Regions from separate parts of the Mus musculus genome. Here region 2 is linked to region 1. Evidence: chromatin contacts called from public promoter capture Hi-C data. All regions are on one chromosome and are shown on one strand. The core of a region is the stretch at or near the end of the contact, and the rest is flanking DNA. Distances in the headings are between cores, read along the strand shown. Region 1 holds the start of Sema4c (sema domain, immunoglobulin domain (Ig), transmembrane domain (TM) and short cytoplasmic domain, (semaphorin) 4C). Region 2 holds the start of Pdcl3 (phosducin-like 3).

The links. Promoter capture Hi-C pulls out the DNA fragments that hold promoters and counts their contacts.
Region 2: a contact with region 1 is called in a promoter capture Hi-C map of liver, with 3 times the contacts expected there. The contact joins the promoter of Pdcl3 here to the promoter of Sema4c in region 1. A contact is called at or near these places in 2 of 39 promoter capture datasets (liver and pre-B cells).

What each region holds. Positions count from the first base shown.
Region 1 is chr1:36,554,632-36,562,186 of GRCm38.p6, reverse strand. Sema4c (sema domain, immunoglobulin domain (Ig), transmembrane domain (TM) and short cytoplasmic domain, (semaphorin) 4C) reads left to right here and starts at 3,806. Exons shown (of 15, transcript NM_001126047.3): 1 at 3,806-4,171; 2 at 6,110-6,255. The coding sequence starts at 6,147.
Region 2 is chr1:38,986,121-38,992,820 of GRCm38.p6, reverse strand. It overlaps Pdcl3 (phosducin-like 3), which reads right to left and starts at 5,007. Exons shown (of 6, transcript NM_026850.4): 1 at 4,972-5,007; 2 at 1,446-1,575. The coding sequence starts at 4,977.

The sequences.
Region 1 (7,555 bases), core at 2,557-5,056:
TCTACTCTCTTACTGTCTGCTCCTCCGACCGAAGCCATGCTCATGCCTGCCCCCACCCCAGATACTTTCAGGATGAGCTTTGTAAGGGGGAGCCGGAGGTGACACTCCTGCCATCTTGACTCGTGTCCACTTCTCAGGGGGTGAAGGTCCCAGAGTGTTCCATGGCTGTTGCACACAATCTTCTCTGTTTCCATGTCCCAGGGTTGGCGCCTGACTAGGAGCTAGACAAAGAGTCACCCCCATCTACCTTCCAAGGCCTAATTGAGCACAGCTACCCTGCTCTCTGGGTCCCCAGAAGGTCAGGAGCTAGAGGCATCTATTATTTACAGGACAAGGCAGACTCTGCACAGTACTGGGTACCACAGAGGACATCTTTTCTGTCTCAAAGCCTTTGCCAAATGAGAAGTGGAAGAAACCCTCCCAGAGCCAGGTGACTTGACTGATAGTTCTGGTTTCTCTTCCTGGACACATCACAAACTCCTTTGGCATACCCTCACACCCTCGCAGGTCAGCCTCAGATCTCCACAGGAGGGCAGGGACTCTGGAGAGCCAGCCCTTCTCACGCAGCCTCTAGGCTCCCCTGCTTGACACTGCACACCTGACAGTTAATCCTCAGTTCCTGGGTTTGCTCTGGAAACCTGGAAATCACCTTGAAATTTCCCTCTTTTGTTCTCATTGCCAAGGGCAGAGAGGGGGTAGGGAGGCCTGAGAGGCTGAACTGGGGAGTTTCCATTCTTGAAGCTGCCTTTACCTGGCTTTAAGAGAAAGGATCAAACTGTCCATCAATGTAGACATCTGGAATCCTTCCTGGCTCCTTTATCCCAAAACTCATCCTTGAGAGAGAGATACATCCAGGGAGCAAGAGGTGTTGGTGACAACTCAGTCCCTCCCAGAAGCCTGGCTGTAACCTGACCAGCAGTATGCAATGTGAGGTCACTCAAGGGTGGACACTCTCCCCTGGGTCCTGTAATTGCCCTGCTCTGGGACTCACTGGGAGCTGACATAATAGGAACCGAGCCTTTTCAAGGCCAAGAATTCTGGACCGAAGCTAGCTGGCTCACCGTTTGCCCTCCAGGTTTTTGACCCCAAGCCCTGGGGAAAAGGCAAGGGATATCCTGACAAAGCCACTGGAAAAGCCGCATCCTGGGCCTCAATGACGGATGTTTTCCTGCTTCCTTTTGGTGATGCTGGAAGGGAGGGGCCGGGAAGGGAGGGGCTTCCCAGGTGGACAGCTTTGATAATTGTCCTTTTGGAGGAAGTCCTTTTCCTATGACCCAGTGCCCTGGGTCCCAGTGGTCAGAGAGCTCCTTGAAAAATGGCCGACCCTAATCTTTTCACTCAGCCACCAGTGGAGAGACAACTGCGGAATGGAAAGGGTCCAGGTCCAGCAGGCCTTGAATAGAGCCCCAGTGCACACTCCCTGTCTCCATCTTGCCACTTTCCTCAGGAGGGATAGTTGCTAAGAAGCAGGATATGCCGGGCGGTAGTGGCACACACCTTTAATCCCAGCACTTGGGAGGCAGAGGCAGGCAGATTTCTAAGTTTGAGGCCAGCCTGGTCTACAAAGAGAGTTCCAGGACAGCCAGGGATACACAGAGAAACCCTGTCTCAAAAAAACCGAAAAAAAAAAGCAGGATACTACGGATACTACTCATGTACTGGGATCTGTGAGGGTTGGCTCCAGCGCCTGGGAGGCATGTAACATATCTTCTTGTGTTTCCTTTATTTGGCTAAAAGGCTTTAAGCCGTAGCAAAAGAGGCAAGTTAGGGAAGCCCTTATTCTGTCTGCCTGAATACAGATGACGGGTGTGATGTCTTCCATAGCCTATGCTAGGCAGGCCTGGAAGATGTTTTTGCAATTTTTTTTTCTGTATTACTGTATTTTTTTCTTGATGGACAATCCAGGATCCTTATTTTTTTCTGCCAGCTGTCCTTTTATTAAAAAGCATGAATCACGAACAAGTAGTCATGAGAGGAAACTTTATCTTCTGCCCACCCACTTGTGGAGAAGACCTGTGACAGTAACCAGTGCGGCAGGAAGGGGCAGAGGAAGAGTGGTGGGGGGTGGAACGCTATCGCTGGGGAGCCCTGTGCCCAGAGGCTAACTGGCTCTGTTAGTGGAATGGTCTCATTTCTACCTCCATGCCTGGCTTAGAAGACCCTGGCGCCTGCCATGAAGGTACAGAATACTGTCCCTGCCAGTGAAACTAAAACCTTTTGAAACTTTCCACTGGGGCCACCTTGGAGGTAGAGCCAGGGAGCTCAGATCACTACCAGGCAGCCCTCATTTCTAGGGGCAAGGCTTACAGGTGAGAAGGAAACACAGCAGGAAGTGGAGGTTAGCCTCATGGTTGCTGACTGCTGAAAGGATGGAGCTTCTGGGCTCACAGTTTTCCTACCTCTCCCTTCCCAAGCAGGTGGGATGGACCATATAGACTGCGTCCAGCGCCAGGATCTCACTAAAAATGTCACCTTGCTCTTTGTGTGGATTTGAGCCCTTTTTTTGTTTGTTTGTTTGTATCTTGCTTAATCTCTTATTCAGTGAGAGAAACAGTAGCTGGCTTGGAAGTCCTGTTTCAGCCTCCTGGAGCTGAGGAGTCTTAGCTTTTAGCGAATCCTGAGCTTGGAGTGGGGCTTGCCCTTAGTAGATGAACAGGAGCCTGGTCAAGAGGAGTGTGCATGGCTCCCTCCCTGGCCAGCTTCCATAGGACACCCTCCCTGCCCACCCCTGGCAATAGCTGGCCTGCCTCCTATCTCTGAGGTCACAGCTTTGTTTCCTAATGGAAAGGAGCTGGGAAACGTGGCTCTGGCCAGCGAGGGAGAAGGGGCCCTTCTGTGTCCCAGTAAAGACCCAATTGTTACTGAAACCAAACTGGGCTGCCATTCTCGATTACTCCCATTGCTCTTCTGCTCTTCACTTCTCAGGTGCCACGTTTTAGCCCAGAACAAAAGCTGCTGTCGGACTGATTTATACTCCAGATTTTACTTATGGGGTCTGAAGTGTTTTTTCCCCTCCGGGACTGCCCCCTGGGGCTCAAAGTTACCACAGAAACCTCCAGGCCTCCTTCCCTTCGTCCCTGTCCTTTGATTCTGGTTAGGGGTGGTCTCCAGGTACCGCTGGGGCAGTTTCCCCGAGGTTTCTCAGTCCACCTGCCCACTGGAGGACCAGCTGGCTGGAAGGATTTGCCAGCCAGCACCGTCCAGGAGGCCACAGCTACAAGTTACTTCTAGGAGCGCCTGTGGGCGGAGGCTGGCAGTTCTGAAGGTGGTGGTGGTTCGCTGCGTGGCTCCCTCCAGCCTCTTTCATCTGAACCGTGGCGCGCTCGTGCCTCTAGTTAATCAGCCTTCCAAGCCACACCAAGAGTCATTTCCCGGGGGTAGGCTCTGCTGGAGCCTGGAAACTAGGAGCTGCCTGCAGTCTTGGGGTCTCCTCTGCCTGTGAGCTGCTCCTTCCAGTCCAAGGGTTAGGGCCAGAAAGGAGGACAACTTTGGAGTCAAAAGACTGACCACTGTGGTTAGCACCTGAGAGAACCTTCAGTTTCTTCTCTTGCTACGCCACCCCCTTCGGGTACAAGTCCCAAAATGGTTTGCCAGTTTTCGTTCCCGTAACTGGAGCGTGGGGAAGCCCCTCAACCCTTCCAGAGAGCCCATCCCGCCTCAGGACTTGAAGGCACACTTCACCAGGTGAGTGCAGTTCGTGCAGTTCCCGGTGGCAACGCCTGGAGTCCCTCCCCGCCCCCCACCCCGCCCCCTCCCCGCCTCCGGCCGCTGTGGCGCAGACCTTGACTCACGAGCTGCAAGAGTCGTAAAGGGTCCCCAAGCCTCAGTGCCGGGTAAGCAAGGCAGCGGGTCGCAGCCCCCTCCTGGGCGGGCCTTCGCGTCCCGCCCCCGGCCACCACTCGACACCCTCTGCCTGACGTCAAGGGGTTGGGGGCGGAGAGCGGCGGTGGCGGCGGCTGCAGCGGAGAAAGAACCGGCGCCCGGCGCGGTGGAGCGCCGAATCCGAGCTCAGGGGCGCCGAGAGCCGTGCTGAGACCGAGGGGCGGTGGCACGGGACAGCCTTAGCGTGCTGGCGGGCGGGCGCAGTCTGGAGCGGCGCGGGGGCAGGGGAGGACGGTGGCCGGAGTCAAACGCGAGGGCAGCGCCCAGGGATTGGAGCTGCACGAAAGAGGTGAGTGAGGCCGGAGCGGTGGGGCCCCGGGGCCGCTGCTTTGTCCCCTTGCTTGGGTAGGGGCTAGCGCGCGCGCTAGAGGACAGCGTCTAGGGGTGCAGGGCGGGGCGACAGCAAAGACAGCTGTCCGATCCGGGTCCCTCTTGAGTCCGCCGCGGGCTGCCCAGTGGCGATCGGCATCAAGGCAAGCAGTGCCTGCAGCTCCACTGGCCGGAGCAGCGGGAGCCTGGGGGTACGGACAGCGCTAGGGGCAGTGGGGGACCCTTGGGCTGTCCAGCGCGCGGTCCGAATCTTTGCCAGGCTCGCGAACTGCTCGGGTTCCCCCCACCTCGACGGAAAGTTAGGGGCGGGCTTGGACCGTGGCCGATGTTGTGGGATCGGATTTCCCTAGCGCGGCCCCCCGCCCTCCCGTTCTGCTCCGGAGGCGGGCTGGCACTGAGAACCAGCCCCCTAGCCAAAGCTCCGCCGCCCGGTCCCTCTCTGGAGCGCCGCAATCCACGACCGGGTGTGCAAGTGTGGGGTGCAAATCCTGGTCCTGCACCCCTCCATCCCCTTGGCTGTCCGTGTCCCTTGCTTCGGGAAGAGCTTGGGGGTTGGGTCACCGCTACGCCTGCAGATTCTCGGAGCGCACCACCGGGTTTTGACCCCAGCCTAGGGTAATTGGCAGAGAGGAAACTGAGGGTGTGTCAGGGGGGACTGCTCCGGGGAAGGCAGCCCCAGCCCCCCGCCCTTCCCGCGCGGAGGTTCTTGGCCGACAGGGGGCGTCCGCAAGCCCGGCTTTGCCACGCTCCCAGCGCTGCCGCTTTGTTTGCATTCAAATCCCCGGAGCTGGGGGAGGGGAGAGTCCACAGTAGGGAGACCGAGACCGGGTCTTGGCTAGGAACCTTTGTTTTGGGGTGCAATCCTCAGATTCTGCATCTCTGTTCCCAGCCCCTAGCGTCTAGATTAGTGGAGATCCGTTCCGTTTGCCTACTGCCTAGTGCATGGTCCCCGAGGTGCAATCCCGGAGTTAAGAACGTTCGTCAGAGCCGGGGAGGAGGGGACGCAGCCCTTGACGATCATTTGTGGGCATCCCCTGTTGTCCAGGAGAACCCCGCTTCGGCCTCCCCAACCCATTTCACTTCCCTCCACGATCCCGCTCTCGCGGAGGCGAGGAGATTCCCAGACAGAAGCCTGGAACTGACTCGTGGCCCGGTCGCCTCTCTGCGGGAGGGTCAGTGTCTTGTAGAAGGCTGTTGGAGAAACAGGACTGGTCCTGGTCATTTCCACGCCCATCCCACCCACTTCCTGCCTCCCTCTTGGGCAACAAAGGGGCCTCGGAAGCTGGGCCCATTTGGTTCCCGGCCCCACTCCTACTCCAGCCCTGCTGATGTGGAACCGGGTTTGGGCTCTGCCCGGCTATTGTCTGCGCTGGGGGAGGGGACGGGCTGGGGCCGGGAACTCTACACGCTGCCTGCTTCACCAAGTCCCCCACTGAAGCTCTTTGCCCAACCGGCTGCCTGCGGCTGCTGAATAAGGGGTATATCTCCCCGAATTAGGTCTTGGGGCTGGCCTGGGTCCCACTGGTAGCAAGCCCTGTTTTTTATGGTTATTGTAAGAAACTCTGAAACCTTTAAGGCCAGAAGGAGCCAATGAGGGGGAGTCCCTCTTTTATTTTTTTCCACACAACTCCCTGTTGAAGGGAGGGAGTAGGGATGGCCTGGAGGCCACAGGCGGCTTTTGATGACTGCCCACGCCTAGTGCTTGCTGACTAAGTTCCTCTCCTTGCTCTTCTGGGAGACCCCCAGGGCTCTTGTGGGCAGAGGCCAGTTGCAGGATCAGGAGGAGATGTAAAGGCTCTGGGGGAGGTTTGTTCCAGTGTGCGTCCTGTGTTGCTTGTCTCTTGGTGCGGGCCCCCTTCCGGTCTGTGATGCTGACCAGTTTCTTTTCCTTCAGCAGGGCTGCTGGACTGAAGTTTAGACCCTGGGTGTCTGCCATGGCCCCACACTGGGCTGTCTGGCTGCTGGCAGCAGGGCTGTGGGGCCTGGGCATCGGGGCTGAGATGTGGTGGAACCTTGTGCCCCGGAAGACAGTATCTTCTGGGGGTGAGTGCCTGAAGCATGGGAGGCAGGGCCAGAGGGAGGCTGGGATAGACTGCTGGGGGAAGGGCGAGGAGGGGAGTGATGCTTGCTTGCAGGAAGGAGCTGCTGCTGAGGAATTACCCCCAAGCATGCACCTTTACACCGATATGTGTGGCTGTGGCTTTCTAAGAAACGCGAGTGGCCCCAGGGGCCCAGAACTGGTAGTGCTGGTCTAGACCTGGGCTTTGCCCCCTTCTGACACTGGGATAACTTTATGGGATCTCTTACCAGCGCACCCCCACCCTCACCCAGACCTGGCTGGCCTGGTGTGCAAGGGAGGTAGTTTCTGAATCAACCTCCCTGTTCCTCACTTGAATTGTCTCTCTTGCTTGGAAGCCTAGAGAGAGAAACCTGAACCCCAGGGCAAGTGTAAACCTAACCCTATCTCCAGTCTTTCTAGCTGTCTGTCCCTAGAAGCCCCTTTAATTCACCCTAATGGTCTCCTCTGCTGCTCTAACACTGGAGCCTTCTGATGGCTCTGGGTGGACACATATAAGCTCGCGCTTCGTGGGGGAGGAGACAGAGTGAACCAGACAGCTCTCCTTTGCTTTCGCGCACACCTGTATGGAGAGGTGATGTCAGGTGTTTGTATCATCTCTGTGCTCCTGGGACATGGGATGAGCTCACCTCCCACAGGCTACACTCAGCTGCTATTAAAGCCCCTCCCATGTCGACCCAACTCTCGTTGGTCACTGCCTCCCGACCCTGAAGCTGGCTTAAGTAGGGATCCTGTGAACAGGTGTGCAGGTATACGGTCCTCTGACAGGTTACATGACTGTATGTATGATCACGCCCTACGTGTGCTGGCCGGAAGCACAACTTCCCAGGCTTCAGCACCACCTCTGAGTCTCAGGTTCCTTTTATCTCCCAGTCCTAACCTCTTCTTCCTTCTCCACACGCCACTTTGCCAGTCCCCTGCCCATCTGTGCGTGTGTCTCTGAAAGCCTGGATTGGTGCCTGCTGGGACTTCTTAGACAAGGAATGCTTACAACTATTCTGTGCCTCCTGATGCAGTAAATCCGCCACCAGGGTCTGCCTAGACCTTGCCATGGTCAGCAAGTAGCAGAGCAGGAAATGGCAACCGAGGAAGCGGGGCTGGGGGTGGGGGGGAAGTGTCCAGTTCTGTGCCTGAGGTACCGCTGACCCTGAGGGAGCGTCATCAGTCAGATGGCTTCCTCTGGCCGGAAGCTTTGGCTGAGGTATCCTTCCTTCCCCGTTACCAGCCCAGATTACCTCCTCCCAGGCTGAGGAAGGGCCTTGGAAG
Region 2 (6,700 bases), core at 3,758-6,257, 2.4 Mb before region 1:
AGAGGGTCCAATGCACTCTTCTGAACTCCACAGACATTCCACTCGCAGACACAAACCCACAGAGACATATACACACATAATATAAAAATCTCCACATTACTCTGTCCTAAACAGTTGTCGAGCTGCCTGTAAGCCTCTGTACCCTGCCATGGCACCTCTGCCCCTCACACAGCCCAAGCCAGGCAGTCTTCTTGTCTTTTCTCTCTCACATGACACATGGATCATCGCCAATTCTGTTGGCCCTCTTTCAAAACATGCTCTGAGCACCTGTTGTGAGCTCTACCACAGCACCGGTCCAAGTCAATGGTGTGGCTTGCCTGAATTACTGCACACATTTTAGACTGGTCTTTCTGCTGCTTGATTTCACACTACCACTACCAATGTCCATGCTCAATAAGGTGGTGCTGCTAAAATCCAGGACAGGTCATTCTGTTTCAGCCTCCAGTAACTTCCCATCATGGCAATAAAGCTAGGCTCTTCACCATAAGACTCAGGATCCAAGTGGGCTGGTCCTTAGAGGCCCTGTGAACTCTCTACCGCTTTCCCTGACATCAAGACACCAAGTCCTTATGAACTCTCTAAGGTCCCAAGCCACCTCTCTCCTGCTGAAGTAGTTATCTCACCTCCTTCAGGTCTACTCAGATCTCACTTTCTTACTGAGCCCCCTCTGCCCAACTGCCAGCATCTCTCCCACCCTCCAACCTTCCTAACCTGCCCGGCCTTACTGCTCATCTGTTGCTCTGAAACATAAAGACACAGACTTCTGTCAGCCCTGTGTTCCACTAAGTCCCCATTACCCAGAACAACACCCAACACACAAAAATCACTCAATTAAATTAAGCTGGATACATCTTAAAACATCTTACTCTAAACAAGCACTCTCATATGAACAGGGCAAAGGTCTCTCTCATCAGCATCTCTCCGCCGGGAAGTCCCTGAAGGCATCCATCTACCAGTCAGACGCTTGGCCTCACACATTCTGACTCAGCTGGGATCAAGCACATCTAGGCCAAAACTGGGGGGATCTGAGGCAGGTGGAGAGACCTTAAGAAAACCTCCCTTGGACACGATGCTTCTCACACATCTCATGCTTCCCCAAATCAAATAAACTATTCTATGTCAATATTCTGAACCAGTCTACAGGGATTAATAAAGTACTACCTAAGAAAGTGCCACAAACACTAAAAATGTTCATTTCTAGGGTACCGTGCGAAAGTAAAGCTCAGAACAGAGTCATGTGCTCCTGTGACACAGACAGGGACTATGGGCTGCAGGTGGCTCATTTGCCACTCTGCGAGTCACCCGTCTAGGCACCACACACAGCCTTGATGCCGGTGCCCCAGCTCTGCCTCCCGGCTCTTGTCCAAAGGAAGTCTGTCTACTACAGCGGTTGGTGGTTTGCTTCCAATAGACACAGGACAAAGGAAAAGATGGAGCAAGCTCACCCACTGACTGCTGGAGGAGCTGCTCCTCCTTCTCCGCCTCCTCCTCCTCCAGCTCCTTCAGGCTCTCCTTCGGGGGAAGGATGCCCTTTTTACGTAGGATGTCATTCCACTCGGTGTCTGCATTGGGGTCCTGGAAGGGGAAAGACGAGGATGTGGTGAGGGCAGAGCCAGGAGAGAAGGCATAAAGTGACAAACGGGAAAGGTGGTGGAGAGCAGGGAGTTTGAGCTACTGTGCAGCTGGACGAAGAGGGCAGGAGGAAGAGGGAGGCTGGCCCCCGTTGTAGTCTCCCTGAGGAGCCAGTGTTGGAGGAAAAATCAGGAAATAACAGGAAGATTGGCATCAATACTGAAAGTAAAGCTTTGACCTGACTTTTGTCTAGTATGCTCATTCCTTAAACAAATTTAATTTAAAACTGTAATAAACTTCTATGACATTGCCCAAAGTGAATCTGACCATAAGGCCATGGACTGTGGGGCTGTGGTACGTCTTAGTCTACTAGTTCCCAGGCCCAGGAAGCTGATGACCAGAGACGGCCCTGGCTTTTCTGAGGTCTCATGGTGACATGATTCCGTGCATGGATTTTTAGGTAGCTACTTCTGTTGGTTTGTTTTATTGTCAACCTGACATGAACTAGAGTGATGTGAGGAGAGGGAGCCTCAAGGGAGAAAATAGCTAATCAGGCTGGCCTGTATATGAGCCTGTGGGGCATCATCTTGACTGACAGATGTGGAAGGGCCCAGTCCACCTCAAGCAGTGCCACCCTGGCAAGGGAGCCCTGAAATATATGAAAAGGCAAACAAAGCAGGCCAGAAGGGACAAGCCAGTAAGCAACAATCCTCCAAAGATCTCTGGTCCTCATACCTGCTCGCAGGCTCCTGGTTGAGAGCCTGCCCTGCCTTCTCAAGGAGTTCTCACAGGCAAGAGGCAAGAGGAAGAGGGAGGCTATAAATGGGCACCGGCGATCAACATTATGAACTAACCAGTACCCCGGAGCTCTTGACTCTAGCTGCATATGTATCAAAAGATGGCCTAGTCGGCCATCACTCGAAAGAGAGGCCCATTGGACACGCAAACTTTATATGCCCAGTACAGGGGAACGCCAGGTCCATAAAAGGGGAGTGGGTGGGTAGGGGAGAGGGGGTGGGTGGCTATGGGGGACTTTTGGTATAGCATTGCAAATGTAAATGAGCGAAATACCTAATAAAAAATGGAAAAAAAAATATATAAAAAAAAAAAAATGGGCACCGGCACAAGCTGCACACTGTTATGGAGACAAGCTGTGTCGTGTGCACTGAGCAACAGGCTGTTGGTCCACGGGGTTATATGGACCGAGTTTACAGAGGTGGATGCTCCAGAGAGGGCATTTAATTATATGAGGGTGGAATGGAGTCAGCAAGAGTGAAAGAGAAAAAGAAAACAGCAAGCTTTAACTTTAATTAAGTGTGATTAACAAGTTTACTTAGGAAATATTATGTTACACAGGAATAAGAAAACAAAATTAGAAACTGCCTCTGAATTGAGACAACAGAGCTAAAACTGAACTACAGATAGTGGGTAGTCTTATGAGAACTCGCCCCGAGCTACAATCATCTGAAGAACAAGATTCTCTTTTTTTAAGACTTATTTATTTATTTTATGTATGTAAGCACACTGTACTTGTCTTCAGACACACCAGAAGAGGGCATCAGATCCCATTACAGATGGTTGTGAGCCACCATGTGGTTGCTGGGAATTGAACACAGGACCTCTGGAAGAGCAGACAGTGCTCTTAACCGCTTAACCATCTCTCCAGTCCTAGGGCATTTTTCTTAATTGGTGATAGATGAGAGAGTTTGTCATTGTCAGAGTGACCACCGCTGGGCTGGTGGCCCTGGGGTCTATAAGAAAAACAGGCTGAGCAAGCCACAAGGAGCAAGCCAGTGAGCAGCACCCTTCCAGGGCTACTGCATCAGCTCCTGCCTCCAGGTTCCAGGTCTGCTGAGTTCCTGGCCTGACTTCCTTCAGTGATGGACTGTGATATAGAAGTGTGAGCCCAATTAACCCTTTCTTCCCTGGATGCTTTTGACGGGTGGCGGTAGTGACCCTAAGACCCTGGCTCCTGCTGCTGTCGACTGCTTATCCCTTCCTTTTTCTCAAAGGGGTGAACATCCACCAGTTCCCCTTCCTTGAGAAGTGACCGCCAACGATACAGCAAACACTGTCTTAACCAGAAACCTGCGCATTTCAGCTTCAGAAAAAACAAACAAACAAACAAAACCCCAAAACACCAGGAGACGACTGGCTAACCCTACATAAACCATGAAAGGTGTCTGCTTGAAGCTGGGCCTCTCTAAACAACAGGTCAGAGCTACGCAACGATACAGCAAACACTGTCTTAACCAGAAACCTGCGCATTTCAGCTTCAGAAAAAACAAACAAACAAACAAAACCCCAAAACACCAGGAGACGACTGGCTAACCCTACATAAACCATGAAAGGTGTCTGCTTGAAGCTGGGCCTCTCTAAACAACAGGTCAGAGCTACGCACTAATTAAAGAAGGTTTATCTGAGTCCTGAGAACTCTTCCCCAACGAGAGGAACCTGGAGACCAAAGGAAGTTACATTCCAGGCAGAGGGACCTGAAAATGCAAAAACGCTGTGACATGCTGACTGACCATCTGTCTGTCCTGAGAGCCTGCAGTAGACTTGGGGAAGAGGAAGACTGTGGCTAGACCCACAGACTTCCCTAAGCTTTAGAGTCTAAAGGATAAATCTGAGAATAGCAGACGCCTGGCCTGCTCCAGAGTCACTCCTGACGGCTAATGTTTAGTAAGCACAAAATACTAGGTATATCCCTTTACTTGAGCCTGTTCTTGCCTCCCAGGTGTAGGTGTGGCCGGCTTGCTGAATGTGTAGATGACCACCCCCTCCAGTCCCCAAGGTCTGTCTCTTAAGCCGGAGCCCACAACTACACGGTCCATCTACCCTCCATCCAGACTCTTCAGAATCCTTAAACACAGCCACATAGAAGGTTGGCGACAAAGTGGCTGACGCATACTTTTGCTCTTCTAAGGCTATTCCGATGCGGTTCTCTAACACACTTTCTTTGGGCTTTTGTCTAATTCCAGCTCAAAAAAGGAAAAAAAATTGCTAAGGAGTTCCACCTTTCTTCATATTAGAAATTAACAATAGTCGTGAGGCCTAGAGTTCAGATCTGGAAACCAGAAAGCACTCCCAACGGACCATCTAGAGTCAGCTCTAGATGGCAGGAGGGTCGGGGCCTTCATCAGGCCTGGAGGAGAACGAGCCCAAAGTCCGGTGCCTACCAAAGGACAGAGATTTGCGGGGCAGGACGCACCGGAGCAGGAGTGCCCAGCCCAGGAGGCCGGAGGGACCGCACCCGCCCTCTCGCAGTGCGCCTGCGCCGGGCCTCCCCGCAGTCCGCCGAGTTCTGTAACTAATCCATGTAGACCCGGCTCCGGGTCTGGCGCGAGCCCACCAAGCCAAACGACCGCAGACTTGGGGTCCCGAGCTCGCCACACTCACCTGCATCTTGCCTTCAGTCACTCAAACCAGCCCTCTGCCCCAGCCCCTCCGCTCCTCTCCGCGCACGCGCGGCACCGCCCCCTCCGGTCTTCTCCCCGCCCCCAGGCACGAAAAGGGCGGAGCCAAGGAGGAAGTGAAGACTGGAGTCTGCGCCTGGTCCTCAGGAACCCGGGCGAAGGCTGAGAGCGTTGGAATGACAGGCCGTGCCTCCGGTGGGTGGGACTATAGGGTGACGTCATTCGGGCCATGTCCAGGCGCTACCTTGTTAGGGAAAGTGGCTGGTTGTTTGGGGCTGACCCGAGGTAAGCATAGGTTCTGCGACTTCCCGGGCCGCCAATCGGAGCCTGTCGGAAGCAGAATTGCCTGACAGTGACCCGATGCTAGGATTAAAAGTGACCCGGGTCACCTGGAGGTCACACACCTTCTCTGTTGAATGGGATGAATTGCTTATTGGGTTTGTTTACTGAGCTCACTGGGTTTGTTTAGAGCATAGTCTAACCTCTGCGGTTACAGCATCAGATTTGAGAAACCGGTGGAGTGGGGAACGCCTGGGCTCCACGCCCCTTCACCCTCACAAAAGGAAAAGGCCACAGTGAGAATCATTTTCTCTGGTTAATACCAGACTCGTGTGACCCTGAGCAAAAGCACAGGCTCCAGGGCGATCCACAGCATTCGGAGCTGGAACTGAGAGCACGGGAGTTAAAAGGCCTTCCACAGCCCTGGACTACCTTGCTGCCTCTGCTCAAGCACACACCGTGGGTACACTTTGGAATTACCAAGGAGCTTTCAAAACTGCAGGTGTCTAGGTGTGGTAGTTCACATCTATAATTCCAATACTCAGGAGACCCAGCCAGGGCTAGAGAGTGAACCTCTGTCTATAAAAACAAACAAAAACTACAGTTACACTAAGGTGTTATTTCCAGACAACTTAAATCCCTGCAGCTGAGGACTCGGAACTGATAATTTCTGGGGAATAATCACTAATATAGAAAAAAAATTACACTATTCCCTGAAAAAAACAAGGAGCATGGATTTAATTTAACCCAACACATTCCAACCAGATTACAGACAGACCTTTTAAAGTGTTAATTAATTTGCCTAGTGTTGTGAATGAATTTTCCCAGTTTTCACTTCCAAAATCAGTTTGTGAGATAGTTTAACTTGAGGGACTTTGATCACAGGCTTCTCTCCACCGCACAGCAGTAAAGCAGGTGTGGTTTGCCCTTTCCTTGCTCCAGGTGGATCCACTGAAAGATGTATCCTGGTGTATTGGAAATAATGTTCCCAGTTGCTTTTTACAGCAGGTGTGCTTCAGAACAATCCCCTGTTAACTCATTGTCTTGACTTTTGGTTTTATTACATTGACTACAACATGGATAAAGTCTTTAACTGAATACACACGAGAAACAAACTGTTCAGCTGAGCCTTTAATTGGAGATTACATCATGAGTTCTGAGACAAGCCTCGGCCACAGCATGACACTGTGTATAAATCTTAGTTGACTGGGGAAGGTATGTAGACCTTCTATGAAGGACGTAGGAAACACTGGATAGTCATTTGGAGGCAGATAAAACTGAATTCCTACTTTACGGCATACACTACAATTTAAAGAAGAAAACTCATTAAAGGAAAACATGGGCTAACTTAACTTTTTTAAAGACGGGGTTTTGCTATGTAAGCCAGGCTGACTTTGAACTATTCTCCTGTGAAAAGAGCTATTGGGTTTGCT